Linked DNA regions of Zea mays: region 2 is linked to region 1. Evidence: chromatin contacts called from public Hi-C data. All regions are on one chromosome and are shown on one strand. The core of a region is the stretch at or near the end of the contact, and the rest is flanking DNA. Distances in the headings are between cores, read along the strand shown.

The links. A called contact is a pair of places that touch in the nucleus more often than the background predicts.
Region 2: a Hi-C map of tassel shows a contact between it and region 1, with 4 times the contacts expected there. The contact joins the promoter of LOC542479 here to the promoter of LOC100276421 in region 1. A contact is called at or near these places in 4 of 25 Hi-C or Micro-C datasets (bundle sheath, ear, endosperm and 1 more).

What each region holds. Positions count from the first base shown.
Region 1 is chr5:147,336,482-147,341,830 of Zm-B73-REFERENCE-NAM-5.0, reverse strand. LOC100276421 (GW2) reads right to left here and starts at 2,928. Exons shown (of 8, transcript NM_001150219.1): 1 at 2,521-2,928; 2 at 1,007-1,058; 3 at 880-925; 4 at 710-791; 5 at 436-598; 6 at 237-339; 7 at 1-54. The coding sequence starts at 2,724.
Region 2 is chr5:147,576,605-147,581,953 of Zm-B73-REFERENCE-NAM-5.0, reverse strand. It overlaps LOC542479 (phosphoenolpyruvate carboxylase 7), which reads left to right and starts at 2,635. Exons shown (of 10, transcript NM_001112033.2): 1 at 2,635-2,954; 2 at 3,053-3,444; 3 at 3,579-3,663; 4 at 4,709-4,931; 5 at 5,178-5,281. The coding sequence starts at 2,799.

The sequences.
Region 1 (5,349 bases), core at 1,679-4,178:
CAAATTGCTTCCATAACCATCATGTTCTCCAGATTCATGTCAACATTATCATCACTGTCAGCAAAAACAGGTGGCACAGTAGTTAGATGTCGATTTCATCTCAACAGTTAAATGTAATCCACTGTAAAACTAAAAGATCAAGTTTCCGTAATATTTAAACGTTGCAAATTGTAAGTTACAACAAACAAAAATAGAATGGTTTCATGTGAAACATAAAAGAGATAGCATGAACATACCGGTTGTGTCTAGAATGGAAAGGCCGCCTGTTAGCCTGGCTAGAGCATGAAGGTTCAGATGAACAGCATTCATTTCCTTGCTCAGTACATTGATATGATGGCACTACAGAGGTAATGACATTATGGCTGTGTAAGTGATAAGACTACACCAGAAAGATAGCATTATTAAATGAGCATATTAGTTATGCCCACTGCTAACCTGAAAAGGATGTGCTGCAAATATCTCGATACTCAACTTCTGTTGTTGGTGTTACCGTTCTGCTAGAAGAACACCTGCCCTGTTTTCTTCTCATTTTAGCTTCTTCATCTTGGAGTTCTTTTTGGCGCATCCTCAACTGTGCTTCTATGACTTTCTGTTCTTCCTGCAATATGTTATACATAAGCTACAGCAAATGCAGATTGCAGTCTAAAGACTGTACAGAAGTTGGCAATGCATAAATGGAATATGCAGGCATTTAAAGGCTAAGACTTACAAACTGCTCTATGCTCCTTTCCTCCTTTGTTTTCACACCACGATACTCCACAGCATAATTAGGCGTTTTGCAGAATGGGCACCTTCAGCGACCAAGTTTTTTTTTCATAAGAAGGCATGTAATCACCAAATAATATGAAACTAAGATGAGATGAAATAAAGGATACTCACTGTGTAGGTCGAGCAGTATGAGTTGGTTTCATTTGAAGAAAACACTCTGTAAAAATGCCAAACAGGATATGCAAAGGTTATTTGCAGATGTGGGATGGCTAAATCAACAGTAGGATGCATGCATTACCTGTACATATCCCCTTTGAGCAACACTTTGAACGGTTGAGGCTTGGGTAGTACTGCAACAAATTGAAACAATCTTATTAGAAAATGCTCAAGGAGAGATAACACAGTGCTTGCACAAAACAACTGATGATTCTATCTGATTAGTTAAACAGCCAACTAACCAGAACCCCAAAATACTTCTAAGAACCAAATAGACCATCCTATTCTTCACTATCATTGGCCAAATTCCTGAGGTACTTTTGAAGCTAGTGATCAAAATGCAGTACTTGCTGTCCTGCCCAACTAGTAACACTAAAAACAACTGAACAAGACATGTAGATGCGGAAAAAAAAACGCCACGAGCTATTGAAAACATCTAAGAAACAAAATTCCATACAACAGAATCAACCAATCAGGCAACCAAATCATTAAGTGTACTGCAATAGCAATGAGATTAAAAATCCCAGATAACAAGAGCATAACCAGATTCACATTGAGGATTAGACAAAGGATGTAACGATACAACCATAAGACAGAAGTGCCCAATACGCTGGTACTGAGCTAACTAGGCATGGAACTGGAGCAGTTTCTTGCGAGGCTCGTATAATACGCCCATTTCAAGTGATGTGCAAGCCTGTTACCACACTACCATCACATAGGAGTAGAACAGTAGAACATTCGTAAGCCATGTTGCTCCAGGAATTAGAATCAATGGGGCACTGGTGGCACTGGTGGCACTCATAACCTCATATAGCACAGCGGTTAGCCATCCAAAAGGAATTCAGAAAATTCTCCAAACAACATGATCAAAGCATCAAATGTGGTGTGATAACAATCTTAGGACAACATGGTAGCGCATTTTGCACAATGTACATATACAGTATGATGTCCTAGCAGAGCATGAGCAGTAGGTACCATCCCAGACACATACGCAGAACAAAAAAAAAACAATGATGCCCACCGTTACCGCGCTTTTGACTACTTGTTGGCAACTCTGGGGTATCAGGCAAAACAGTCAAGTACTCTCAAGTCATTGAAAACACGGAAATGTTCGGCTGGTCCTAAAACAAGCCCCTAGAATATCCCTAACAACAATGCACGTACAGAAGCAGAGCAGAAGGTAACAGTCGCCTGCGCACAGAACAAACAAAATACGACGCCGCCGTGACTGCACTTTGCAGAACTAGTCGACAAAATTGTGCTGTTAGCCTAGAAACGTGGCTAAGCGTACTGAAACCCACGGTCCTAGGAGGAGGTTCCAGAGCACACAGCATCTAGAACCGCGTGCACGGTCGTCGACCTCCCCCCACCCAGTCAGTAACAGAATCGCGGCAACGGCACACGCAAATCCAACAGAGTCAGGCGCCAATGGACCCAGTAACCCCCCCGCCGAAATCTTCCCCCCTCAGTCCAGGTCTCTAACCGTGGACCGTGGTCGGGCATTCCCGCCACAGCAGACGGCGCCGCCGCCGACGCCGCCGACGCCGAAATCGGGGGTGCGTGAGGGTGGGGGGAGATCTCCCCGCGCGTGCTTACCAGGAAGCAGATGGGGCACTCCTCGAGGTCCCCTCCGCCGGGCGCGGCGTCGTCGGCGCCCGGGTAGCAGGGCGCGAGCTTGGCCTCGAGGATGAGCTTGCGCAGCTTCTTCTGGTCGATGTCCTTGTGGTCGTAGAGACCCTGCGGCCGCGTGAACCGCTCCTCCACCCCCGACTTGCGCCGCCCGCCTATCCGGTTCCCCATCCCTCCCAGATCCGCCTCCGCCGCCGGAGACGAAGCCTTGCTCGGTCGCTTACCCCCCCGGGACCCGGAGTCACAGTAGACACATACGGTGTATACGCAACAGGAGTCAGGAGGGGAGGGGGCGTATGCACTGTCGCAGCGGCCGAGGCGAGGTGGTGGGACGTGGGAGTGGGGGGTTTTTTGTTTTCAAAAAAGTTTTTCCTCGGTGCGGGCGGGTGGGGACTGGGGTGGAGATGAAAGGCGTATGCAAAAGAGAGAGAGGCGGGCAAAAGAGAAGCGGGCGCCGGGCGGGCGGGCGGGCGACGGACGGAAACGCAGCAGGGGCAGCCGCTTCTGCCCTGCCGCTGTGCTGCGACGGCGAGAGTGACTGCGGGTGCGGCGCGGCTTCCCTTCACTCCGCCCGTAAACCTGCTGCTGCTGCTGCGGTTACTATAAACCGGGGCGGGGACCCTCCTCCTACCGGCAAGCAGGGCCGCGCTTTGCAGTTGCAATTTGCAAGGGACAACGACTGTGGAGCCTCTCATCACTGAGACGAGGAAGTCGTAGGCAGCGGCCTAACGGTACTGTTTGATATTCACACTTTCGAATTTGCCTTGTTTTACTTGATCACTGACACTTGCTAAATCAGCTTGTTTTTCCTTGATCGCAAGGTGTCTGATACAGATAAAATTTTGTTGCCCTATGTCCCCCCTCCCCTCACTTTTGGTTGTTTTAAATCCCTAAGGCTTTGTTTGTGCAAAGAGAGATTGAAGTGAATTGAGGTGTATTGGAGGGATTGAAAGAGAAATTAGTTCATATTACACTTCGATACGTTCCATACCACCTCAATCCACTTTAATCCGAGATTGTCCAAACAAACCCTAATTTGGTGCGCAGAATACTCTGTATCTCAGAGGGACAAACACAAACACACACCCGCGCGCGGTACTGGTGTGCACATGACCGTGACTCAATTAACCGTGCCCTTACATCCAGCGGGCCTGCCACGGTATTTATTCGCCAGAATTTATGAATTACAGCCGCATTCCGTTGTGCTGCTACCACAACAACAATGCACGGGCGACGATCCGTACCCTGGCATGGCGAGAAAAGCTTCCTCATGTGCAGCGGCAGGCCAGCAGCATTTAACGAGACGGTACAAGTGCGTGAGTAGTTGGAGAGGAGGAGGGGGGGCACCAACCCTAAAAAGCGTCCACTTTGCCTCTGGGCTGCATGCAAATGGGGCGGGCGGGGCGACTACGCATTGATGAGACGAGAGGAGATACGCTGCACACTTTGCGGCGTCGGTACCAGGCCAGTTCCCAGGCCCTGGCTAAGGCTAGCTGGGTGAGAAAAAAAATGAGGCTCATGCTTTGCCAAAGATCCTGCTGCTAATAATGTGGTGAGAGTATACTAGTAGTATATGCTTTGCACTTGCTGCATAGTATGGGTAAGGCACAGGACACCTGGGTTCTGGTCAAGCGTTGCAACCAAGAAGTAGCAATTGGATAGCATGTCTTGAGTCATGAGCAAACGAAACGATCGTTTTGTGTATCGTATTCCACTGGTTCATTTAGTTGTCCAGTGGACATTCTACATTCTTACTAATTTTATGAATAACTAGCTCAGTGCTCGTGCGTTGCAACGGGATCATATAATAGCTCGATAACTTATATATACAAATGTGTGTTATACTGTTATGAGATGGAGGACGACATCCACGAGCCGTCCGGGATGACATTGAAGAGAAACTCGGACATGTGACGCACGAGCACTCACCTAGTAGTGTAGTATACAAGATTTAACAAGACAATTTAAAGGCAAAAATTCAAGAATGATCTTTCATAGACTACTGTAAATTCATGACTAAAAGCTCACTGTAATTGACTTGCTTGAAGAACACAATAATACTACTGTGAATATGTGATACAACTTAATCACAGTAGTAAAATTACATCTGATGTTGTATTTGGTAAAAAAAATATTTTTTCAGAATTCAGAGCCAACAACTAAACTCAAATGTTACAAGGTACAACGAACCTTACTATTCAGATTATTAATATAAAAACTCAAGACAGGTGTAATCCTCAAACAATCATAAGCAATGCGTATATGAATTTTAGACATAATGGTGCCTACCACATGCTTTAGTATTCAGATTATTAACACAAACTCATGACATAATGACCAAAAAATATTAACACACAAACATGGACATAATGTTGTTTAGGAATTTCAAACATATATAGAGGTCAAATAGAGGAATTTCAGACAATGAACAATTATCATCATTAATAGGCTAGAGTTCAAATTCTTAATATATGAACTTGACATATAATAGTGCTTCTAGCAATGTCGCCTTAGTTTAAAAACAGTAATATGGCATAGAGAGGAGAGGAGAGGAGAAAAGAGAAGAGAGGAAATAAACAATATCTATTGCTTTCCATATAAACTCACAAAGTTCTATATATTCCAATCCCATGGAGAGATGAGGGGAGGAGAGCTACAAAAACCAATCCTGTTCTGTTTCTCCTTTCAGGCCTAACCCTATGCATCAACATATTCATTCAAGAAACCAACAACCTGTAACATATCCCTTATTATCCTACCCATTACAAACTTGTCATTAAAATTAAATTCAGTACT
Region 2 (5,349 bases), core at 1,386-3,885, 240 kb before region 1:
CAAGAAGGGAGTAACAACTTTGCCACTAGAGCTTGGACGAAGCGTTCTAAAAGGATCGGATGCTTTCCTTGGTGTCATAAGAGCAAAGGAGGATTGAGTAGACTTGAACAACATGTTTTGTGAAGGAAAATACAACGATTATGTCAACGAATTCTGTGAATCATGCACATAGAGTTTAAGTGAACAAACATAATTGCATATGAAGTTGTACGTCACCTTGTTCCTATAAATAGAGATACAATGCCCATGTAGAAGGGTGTCCTTGAACAATTCGCATGCTTGCACACTATTAAACGATCCGCCTTCGAAGCTTCCCAAGTACAATTACCATTGGACACTTCACGTGTATCTCGAAGGTAACTTTGTAACAAGTTGTAACCGTAATAATGATAACGAAGGATTACAGATGTGTCTAGAGATTTTCGTCTTTACATTTTTCCTTCAAGTTGCCACTCAACCTTATCACTACATATTCTCTCTATGAGTGAAAGAAGGGAGAAGGTATGATCAATTTAATTGTGTTATCATGTCTTGGTATCCCATAGGAACCTTTACACATGACCAACAAATTCAATATTCCTGGTTTAGTTTTTTAGTATCCGTTTCATTTTTCTTTTAGTAAATTATGCTCACCTCTGTATACCATGAACCAAAACAAGAAGGCATTGAAGAAAAAATAATAAAAAATGAGTAAATGACTATCCATAGCCCTATTAAATATATTATTATATAATGTCACATGTCTTATTTGAGAACATTTAATTATGGGTCGGAGTGAGAACATTACAATAACTACACGCTTGGTAGTCTCGATAGACAAGTACTCCCTCCGGTGTACTGTTTTTTGACGTTCCACCATCATTTAAGGTGTGCATCAAATATTGTGTCCATGCATTTATATAGTCCATTGGTTTGCACTTGCGCTCACCCAAACAAATGCATGAAAAAATGCGCTCCGCCAAAAAACACATGAAAAAAAGGACACATAGCCAAAGAAATTCGAACACAGCCCACAAAAAGCAGTCATGGGCAACGCTATAAGGCTGTCTGCAGCGCACAACGCTAAGCAGCCCCCTCCCCTTCGTAGAGGTCCCTTGACCGCGCAACGTTGCCCCCTGTAAGCCACTCTTTGAAGCGGCCCTCTTCTCTCTCTCCCTCAATCTAGCGTTTCACTGTTCACCCCCTACGACACTGTGCTGTGGGTCCACGAGTAATTGTTAGTAGATAAAAAATTTATAGTTGGTATAGAAAATGATATTTTATAGTGGTAGTGGGATATAGGGGGAGTATTTAGGGGAACCGTTGCGGGAGATGAAAGAATAGAGGGAAAAATAGGTGGAAAAAGTGATATAAGAGGAAAAATTTAGGGGTAACGGTTGCGGATAGCCTAACCAATTAGGACAGAAGGGTGTTAGCCCATTTATTATGGGCAAGACTGAAAATCACACCTCTAATTAAGGACTCCTTGGTATGTGTAATCCTGTCCAAAACGTAAAAAACAATACTTAGAGGGAGTATCATATAACAATTTTGTCCCAAGGCCATTAACAAGTATATCATAAAATGGGCAATTATTATTTAAGATAGCATATTTTCATAAATTGTTTTTTCATCGAATATATTAATAGATATGGTTTATCAAAGTGGCATATTGGAAATCTTATCTATGTCCTGATTAATTAACTACAATGCTGACCTTTTCTGCAAGATGCACGACAATGCAACGTCACACCTCACGCGAACCTCTGATTTCTCAATATTCCTAATTAAAGTATATACCCCGGTGATGCAATGGATGGAAGTAAACTGAAAATCCCCGCCCGCACAAAAAATATTGCAAAGTGAGGGCTCAAACCCACATCCTACTCTAGAAATTTAGGACTATCTACCAGACCACACATACCTTAGTGTTTAGAAATAAATTATTATTATACTTAAATAAATATCTCAATAATACCAATTTATAGGATATATAACAATAGTAGGAAAGTACGAGCAACTGACTAGTTATTATAATCTATTAAGAACCTAATGTGGGTAGGGTGCTACCACAACTTCACCCTCCACACAGCGCTCTCAACCTTAATGTTTAAAAATAAACAATAATTATACCAAAAAATAGTGCAAAACGAGTACTCGAACCCACACAGCCTGCTTCAAAAATTTAGAGCTATACACCAAATCACACATAACTTAGTGTTTAAAAAACAATAATTCTATTTAAATAAATATTTTAATAATATAATATATAAAAACCGTAGCAAAGCACGAACAACTATATTTGAATCCCTTATAAGGGTCGCATACGTTCTAATTAATTAGGGAGTTCTCTAAGATTTGTATGGCCTATGGAGAATTCCAAAAATAGACACGGCAATTTTCTTATTCACAGAAAAAATATAACTACAACTAATCCCCAAGTCCACAGGGATTAGGGATCAATCTGCAAAACTAAAAGTACTTTTACAGTTGTACTTGGCATGAGTCATGTGACCATGAGAGAGGCGCACGGTTCAGCAAAGCAACATAAAATTCTCCAAACGGGCCCCGCCACACACGATCACCATCACCCCCGGGCTCCCGACCCAGTACAAATAGACACGCACACTCCCAACTCCCCACCCATCTCCGCCGCGCACACCGCCCAATCAGCCAATCTCCTCCTCCTCCTCCGCTCTCAGACGAGCAGCGGTTGCCATCACTCTCCACTTCCCACGCCCGCTGCGGGCTCGCAGGCGGCAGAGAATTGTCTGTGCCGCCGGGTGGGAATTTGATTCGGTCGGATTCGCTGCGCCGCGATGCCGGAGCGGCACCAGTCCATCGACGCGCAGCTGCGGCTGCTGGCCCCCGGGAAGGTCTCCGAGGACGACAAGCTCGTCGAGTACGACGCCCTCCTCGTCGACCGCTTCCTCGACATCCTCCAGGACCTGCACGGCCCCCACCTGCGCGAATTCGTACGCCCCCCGATCACATCAATACCCCCTCCTCCTCACCCCCAGATCCGCGTGTTTCGACTTTCGACTGACCAGGTGACATCTATTCGCGTGCGCAGGTGCAGGAGTGCTACGAGCTCTCGGCGGAGTACGAGAACGACCGGGATGAGGCTCGGCTTGGCGAGCTCGGGAGCAAGCTCACCAGCCTGCCGCCGGGGGACTCCATTGTCGTCGCCAGTTCCTTCTCGCACATGCTCAACCTCGCTAACCTCGCCGAGGAAGTGCAGATCGCGCACCGTCGCCGGATCAAGCTAAAGCGGGGAGACTTCGCCGACGAGGCCTCCGCGCCGACGGAGTCGGACATCGAGGAGACGCTCAAGCGCCTCGTCTCGCAGCTCGGCAAGTCGCGGGAGGAGGTCTTCGACGCGCTCAAGAACCAGACCGTCGACCTCGTTTTCACCGCCCACCCTACACAGTCCGTGAGGAGGTCTCTTCTCCAGAAGCATGGAAGGTGAGGGCGATCGTAATCGTAGCGTTACTGCGTTACTGTGGTAGCTTCGATGTCCTTTGGTTCCCCTCATGGCTCATGCTTGTGGAAGGAAATGCTAAATGCTCCCCTGTTGTTGATTTGATTTTGTTGTTTAGGATCCGTAACTGCCTGAGGCAGCTTTATGCCAAGGACATCACTGCTGACGACAAGCAGGAGCTTGATGAGGCACTTCAGAGGGAGGTAAAATATCTCCACTTCACCACTTGAGCTGAAAACGTTTTAATAAAAAGTCAGTCCTGAGGTTTTAGTGCAGATTAAGCGCACCACAACCTTTCGTTAACTTTTTTGGTTGGAAAATAGTGCTCATTATTTAGCTTATCATCTCTAGGCCCCTTTTTCCTTGATGGTGCTAGGCCCCGGTTTTTAACGTGTCGATCCAGAGCAAGTCGCATTACTACTATTTGAACTTTGTCCCACTCCTGAAAAGACAAGTTAGCTTATGTTGCATTTTTGGCCTCTTTATGTGGGTGGCGCCTGTCAGAATCCGACTCTGAACCAAGAAGATATACCCAATGGGACAATAGAGATTAGTTGATAATAGCACTGACAGAAGGCTAATTATCTGACGAAGTTGGGAGGTTCTCTGAGTGTGCTATGGCACAACAAAGATTTCCTGTGTGTAAAATTATAGTCATTGTTATTTGTCTTACAGACATCTACCGCAAAGTTATTGTTATCAGAAATAGCTGTCAAACTTTTGGAAATAACTTACCTTTAGTCAAACACTCAAACTAACTCTTAAGCACACGCAAATCATTGTTATCAGAAGTGGGCAGCAAACTTTTTGAAATTAATCTGGTGAAGAGAACATTATATTTTAGGGTTTACTGTAACTTGTTTTTGAGGTTATATTGTGGATCCCATTAGATGTTTCCAACCAAACTCCAACTTGGTTGTACCAACAATTTTATCTCTAAAAATATTATTTTGTTGAACTCTTGTATGCTTGCACATGGCAAGCAGACAAGGTGAAAGGACAAAGAACAGTCAAATGCGCAACAAAGGTAGTTCCTATGCTACAGTTGGTTCTATATTACTGCAGATTTTTTTTTTGCCGCTGCAGTTTGATTATCTGATGTTATAGTCTTCACAGAATAGCTGAATAAAATGCTTTTGATAGTGCAGTTTGATGACATAAAAAAACGAGTTATGGTCATGCATTCATTTTCAGTCAATTGTGGTGAAACATATGTTTTGCTGATTTATTGTTTGACACCCTTCACAGATTCAAGCTGCTTTCAGAACTGATGAAATCCGCAGAACCCCTCCCACTCCTCAAGATGAAATGCGTGCTGGAATGAGTTACTTCCATGAAACTATATGGAAGGGTGTACCAAAATTCTTGCGCCGTATTGACACCGCTCTGAAAAATATTGGGATCAATGAACGTCTCCCTTACAATGCTCCTCTCATTCAGTTCTCTTCCTGGATGGGTGGTGATCGTGATGGTAACTTCTTGTTTTCATATGCTATTGTGTACATAAGTGTTTGTCTGAAAAATACAATACTCAGTTGATGTTTAACAGAAAGTTGTTGTGTAACTGAAAGTTGTTGAAATTGGCTTAAGATCCCTTTTTTGCACTCAAAACTATTACAGTTCCAAATATTTTGGGTAGAACCTTTTTTTGTTATTGTTTTGCTGACTAACTGTAGAAAGAAAAGCTAAAACTTTTCATGTTGTATTGTTTTTGTAGGAAATCCAAGAGTAACACCAGAGGTTACACGGGATGTATGCTTGTTGGCGAGAATGATGGCTGCTAACTTGTACTTCTCTCAGATTGAAGATTTAATGTTTGAGGTAATGCAATATAAGTACTACCTCCGTTCACAAATATATGACACCGTTGACTTTTTTCGAAAACTTTG